2 separate regions of the Mus musculus genome follow, and region 2 is linked to region 1. Evidence: chromatin contacts called from public Hi-C data. All regions are on one chromosome and are shown on one strand. The core of a region is the stretch at or near the end of the contact, and the rest is flanking DNA. Distances in the headings are between cores, read along the strand shown.

Evidence for each region. Hi-C and Micro-C count contacts between places; a contact is called where the count stands out from the background.
Region 2: a contact with region 1 is called in a Hi-C map of the HPC-5 cell line, with 4 times the contacts expected there. The contact joins the promoter of Gria3 here to the enhancer-like site in region 1. A contact is called at or near these places in 2 of 39 promoter capture datasets (liver and pre-B cells), 2 of 484 Hi-C or Micro-C datasets (the HPC-5 cell line and myeloid progenitors) and 1 of 9 other capture datasets (adipose tissue).

What each region holds. Positions count from the first base shown.
Region 1 is chrX:41,289,778-41,292,588 of GRCm38.p6, reverse strand. No RefSeq gene overlaps it. Among named protein-coding and RNA genes, the nearest start is that of Gria3, 110 kb to the left of the region's middle. Within about 2 kb of position 1,263, at least 8 of the 459 cell types and tissues checked have an H3K27ac peak or open chromatin away from gene starts, as enhancers often do. A contact at or near this core is called in the HPC-5 cell line and pre-B cells, where this site is marked.
Region 2 is chrX:41,399,834-41,402,759 of GRCm38.p6, reverse strand. It overlaps Gria3 (glutamate receptor, ionotropic, AMPA3 (alpha 3)), which reads right to left and starts at 1,362. Exons shown (of 16, transcript NM_016886.5): 1 at 1,105-1,362. The coding sequence starts at 1,195.

The sequences.
Region 1 (2,811 bases), core at 14-2,513:
ATATTTGAAGTTTTTGACTTAACTCTCCTACAGGCTATAACCTGGACTAGCTAGTGGAAATAAACACATAAGTTTTGTTTTTGCTTTTTGTTTTTTGGTCAGGTATTTTATCACAGCAACAAAAGTCAGACTAAAATAGATATGCTAATACAGGTCCTTCTATGGAAGGGTACATTAGGAAGGACGAAGAACCCCTACTTTCCCAGCAAGAGGATTGATGTATTTCTCTTTCCCTTTTAAGCTATAGTCTATATTTATGTATGTATTGAAAAAAATAAAGAAATATTATTTATAATCTTATGCTTCCTTTCACCATAAGAATGAGTTGGGTCTCAAAATGGTGAAGAGATCCAGTATTTTATTCATTTAAATAGATGATGAATTTTGAGGATACTATCAAGATAAATTTAAATATAGCAACAATTATATTGATCAGACAAAAATGAATATAGAAGATTTGGTAAAGAGTATGCCATGCATTCTGATTTGATGAATAGAAACCTTGAGTACTTGACTGTCATTATGTATTTTCCCCCCAAGGAAAACTGAACCACATAAAATGCTGCTGAGAAACATAACTCAGAATAAAACATGTCATTTCCGGTCTGATCTAGATTGATATGGAAAGCCTGCATGGTTAAGTCCCATGAAGGCCAACAAGACTATACAACATGTGAGGACTGGCTGACTATTCTTGTTATATATACCCAGCCTAGAGTGTCAAGTATTTAGTTTTAAACTACATTTCAATAATGAGTGAGAAAAGTAAATGAGTTAAGGAATTAAAATGTATTATACATACACTTAAATTTTTTAAATGAAATATATTTATTTATGTGTTGGGGGTGACATATATGGATGTCAGAGGACAACTTCTGGAAACCATTCTCTTCTACTATATAAACTCATAAAATTGAACTCAGGTAATTATACTTGGCAGTCAGTGCCTCTACTTGCTGAGCAATCTTGCCAGCCTGTGTATGAGTATTTTTTGAGAAATATTTTTAATCTACGTTCCCATTACAATTTCATGAAGAAAACAATAGTGTGGTTGTTGCCTTAAAAGAAAAAGATCTCAAATATGTTAAATAATTTTCTCAAGGTTATAACTAGTAATTGGCCATGTAGTGGCTTGTACTTAGGCTTTCTGACCACATTTATTTCAGTTATTTCAGGCACTGTTTTCTCTCCATATTCTGACACCCTCAGATTAGCAAGTGGGAAGTACTACTTCCTCCTTTCACTAGCAAGTTCCTTCTTTGCCATTCTTTCTTTCCTTCTACCTTCTGGTAATTTCTGCACCAGCAGAACATAGTCAGCTTTACAAGTCATAGCAGCAGAGGTCCGAAAAAGGGAACTGGTGAAAGAGAGGTTGTTAAAGGGAGAAAAATAGTAGATTTAAAACCACAAATGGTCCGTTGAGCAGCTGTTTAGATCATGTAATGACCACCATCTTTCTTTAGATTCCTCTTTTCCAAGATGGGAAAGGCTTCCCACAACAACCAATATGGTTATTGCAGTATGAGTTTATTGATGCTAGTTAATTTGCAATTTGCTTCTAGGTATGCATGAATTTTTTTTTAAATCACCAGATTTACAGACAGAATTCCCTATTTAATAGAGGGCGATTAATTTGAACAATAAATAGTTTAGGCTTGAGAAATAGTTAATGAATGAAACAGGTAATGACTTGAAGAAATTCCAATTCACTTTCTTAGCTCATTTGAGAAGTTATTGTATCTATAAAACAAGAGCAAGCTGTCATTGCAAAGAGCCACTGAGAGATAAAACTGATCTCTCAGCCTCTATCTATGCTCTGTTAAACTAGTGGGATTTCATAAGGCATTTTTATTCATCCTTAGTTTTGGTTAAACCACACCTACCTTTGTTTATTATGTCCACATTCCCACTCAAACTTTAGCTCCTAGTATTCTCTCCCTGTTTTTGCAAGTCACAAATATTCTACTGTCATCTCTACTATTTATATTTTTAAAATTAGATAGGAATATCACAGGTTTTCAAATACTCTTTGCAAGTTTTGCAAGTGTGCTTCATTTTGGGTAAGTTTTCCTGGGGCCTCTCATTTCCCTATCCCCATCACTGTACTATTTTGTCGAGCACTTCTGCATTCAACACACTACTGCTCTCCTTTCACTTTAGGCATATTCTAGTTGCTGAGTGTTTACCTGTACTCCATGTTAAACAGACAAAGCAGAAGAAGATTTGAAGCTAGGAACCTTCCATTAGAGAGAAAATTCTGCATTTGAATGAACTCACTCATTATAATTGTTTCCCTCAATTCCATCTATTTACCTTCAAATCTCATGATTTCAATTTTGTTCACAGTTTAGTATTATTCCATTGTATGTATGTACTACTATGTTTTTATTATATACTCATCAGTTGATTGACATCTAGGTTGATTCGATTTTGTAGTTGTTGTTGACAGAGAGGCAATGAACATGGATGTCTGAGTATCTTTGTAGTGACATATGAAGTCTTTTAAGCATATATTCAGGAGTATATGCTTAAACGTATACTGGATCAAATGCTGGATCTATTCCTACTTTCTGTAAGAAACCTCTAGACTCATTACTAAAGCAGTTGCAACAGTCTACTCTCCTACTAACAGCGTCTAAGAGTTCCCATTTCCTTTCATATACACTAAAATGTGTAGTCATTTGTATTCCTACTAATGGCCATTCTGACTGGGGTGAGAGATATCTCAATATAACAACTTCAGTCTGCATTTTCCAGGTGGTTAAACATGTTGAACATATCTTAAAGTATTTAATAGTTATTTGCACTTAT
Region 2 (2,926 bases), core at 113-2,612, 110 kb before region 1:
ACTTCAGCAGGAGTTAGAAAGTAACAAACAGGAGCTACCAGGCTACCTCAGTGTTTCTGGGAAGCTCAACTGAGGAATGATTTTTTTCAACCTGTGTGTCTTTCAAGACTTGGAAACTCTGCTTTCCACTGTGAAAAACCTGGGTTTTGTACACGGAGGAAACTAAAAAGACGGGAGAAAGAGGAGGCTGCTGTAGGGGAAGGATGAAGGAGCTAAAAGTGGGACTTGGTTCTTTCTTAAGCTTGAGTCTGGCCCCGAACCCTGACTCCAACCCCACCCCCACCCTTAGCCACACAGCTGGTTCATTTTCCCTCCTGGGGTACAGGGGATAGGGTGGGAAGAAAAACAATTTCGTTCCCCTTGCTGTCCCAATCATCCCCTATGACAATACAGGGGGTCAGTTCAGTAAAAGCAACAATTCTAACTTCTCTACTTGCAAATACAGGCAGAGGCGGGGAGAACTCCCTTCCGGCTACTGGAGCTGGTCTCCAGACAGACACAGCCGCAATTCATGAATGCTTGGTCTGCGTGACTTCCCTGCTTGCCCGACTCCTTGTATCACCCCCACTTCCCACCCCATCCTCCATCCACACAGCTACTTCCTTGGTCTGGGGGTTTCAAAGTGGGTTCCTTTTCTTCTAACACTGTCCTGTCTCACTGAAGCCTGAGACGCGGGACGGGGCGACCTGGGCCCAGGTTATGCGTCCTGGCGCGGCCAGACAGGCAGTATCACCCTGGGACAACTTCCAGTGGCTGCAAGCATGCCCTGGCAAAGTCCAGAATAGCGAGCTGAAAAGCCGCGACTCTTAGCCTCTTGCAGCATCCCAACCTCCAGCTTGACTCCCTTGCTCCTCGGTCAGAAAACCTGGCCGTCCACCCGCATTAGCCCCGGGAGACCCCTTCCCTCATCTTGGATGCTCCCCATACTCGTCAGTTCTTTGCAGCTCAGGTCTCCAATATCTCAGCTCAGTCCCCCATCCCTAGACACCGTCCCCAAACCATGCAGGACAGGGACTCATGTTGCGATACCCCCAGCCCCACTAGGGTAGTGGGTTTCAAATGCAGAAGAGCCTGGCCCCCTCTGGCTGGCTCTGGGGAGCTTACCTATGCTGATGGTGTTGGGGAATCCTCCGTGAGAATGACCCAAAAGCCCCAGGACTAAAAAGAAGACCGCCCGGAGCACGCTTTGCCCCATTTTCTTCTGCCTGGCTGTGCTACGCCTAAAACGAAGCTGACAAGAGCATGGGCGCAACTCGGGAGTCGTCAAAATAATAATAGAAAAAGAAAAAGAATTCGCCGGCTCTTACACCCCCTCCCCTCAACTTGCTCTCGCTCGCTCACTCTTCCTTTCCACCCCACACTAATCCTCCTCCGCCGCCGCCTCCTCCTCTTCTCTCTCTCTCTTCTCTCTTCCTCTCTCTCTCCCTCTCCTCTCTTCCTCTCTCCTCTCTTCCTCTCCCCCCTCCCAGGATCTCTCTCACACCCCCTCCACGCCCCCCCACCTCACTTCTGTCTTCACACCAATCTGGAAGGCGGGTTCATTGGCTGCAAGCTGGGTTCCCCAAAGCGATTTCTGAGAGAGAGAGAGAGAGAGAGAGAGAGAGAGAGAGAGAGAGAGAGAGAGAGAGAGAGAAAGGAAGAGAGAGAGAGAGAGAGAGAGAGAGAGAGAGAGAGAGAGAGAACAGACAGAGAGACAGGCAGAGACAGAGACCGGCACAGAGATAGAGACACAGGGAGACAGAAACAGAGAGAATTAAAACCGGAGCAAAACCAAAATCGTAAAAAAACAAAACAAAACAAAACAGGGACGAGATAAAGAAATAAGAAAGAAATTATAAAGAAAACCAAAGGGTTCCCCCGCCCTCGAAGATGGTGGATCTAAAGAGTGGGGAAGAAGAAAAGAGCTAAAAGCCTCAAAGGCTCAGCTCCGGTGAATTGGGTTCTTCCAATTGGGCCGGTAGGGGGATATTGATCAAAGTTGATCTGACGTGGAATTAAAGCCGCACACCGCTTAGCTCCACTGCAAACTGCAGCTCTGGACTGCAAAGCCTAGGCGCCGGCGTATGTCAACACCGGAGATGGGATCAACAGAAATACACCAATCCTCACGTGGACCAGACTTTCAAGCTGCAACCAGTTTCCTGTTTTTAAAAGTCTGCAGTGTCTCTACATCTGTATGTGCGTCTTAAAGATGAAGGGTCTTGAGGGGTGGTTAGTGGTTACTCTTGAGTCTTTGTGAAGAGACTCAGAAAAGCAGTTCCCATCACAATGCGCCCTAAGATGCTGCGCATGCCTGGTCTCTGCCGCTCAGCTCAGCTATTACAGCAGAGAGAGATCCGAGGGCAAGTGAACAACCCCCACCCGCATTCCCCCATCCCCGCAGCACTGGGAGGTGTGTCCCTCCCCCTACCCAAGTGCTGAGGCAGGTTTGCCAGCTGCGGGGGCTGTGACTGCTGACTGCTTTAGAGGGTATAGGAACATAGTATGTGTATGGAGGTGGGAGCTAAAAGGTTAATGAAAAGGACGCTCAGTCCTGCAGACCAAGGAGAGAAGTGTGGGAGTGAGCTGGGATGGGGGTGGGGATTGAAAGTTAAGGTTGGAGGAAAGTGCCCCTTGCTGCTTTGCTCCCTTAATGTTGACTTTAGGTGGATCAACTATTCCCTCCCCCACACTGAGTGCAGACTTCAGAGATTACCACTCTCACCCAACTCTCCTGCCTCTCTCCTAGCTAAGAGGAGAAAAGAATCTAGGAACTCCTACAGTTCACCCTAGGTCTTAGTGAGGAGTAGCCTCCTTCCCAGCAGTTTGTGTATGATCCTTTTGTCCCTACATGCCTTTCCAGAATCCTATTCCCCTCTTGGGACAAAAAGGTATCTCCTCTCCTGTCACATCTTTCTTTCCCACCTTATCTCTGTAAGACACATTT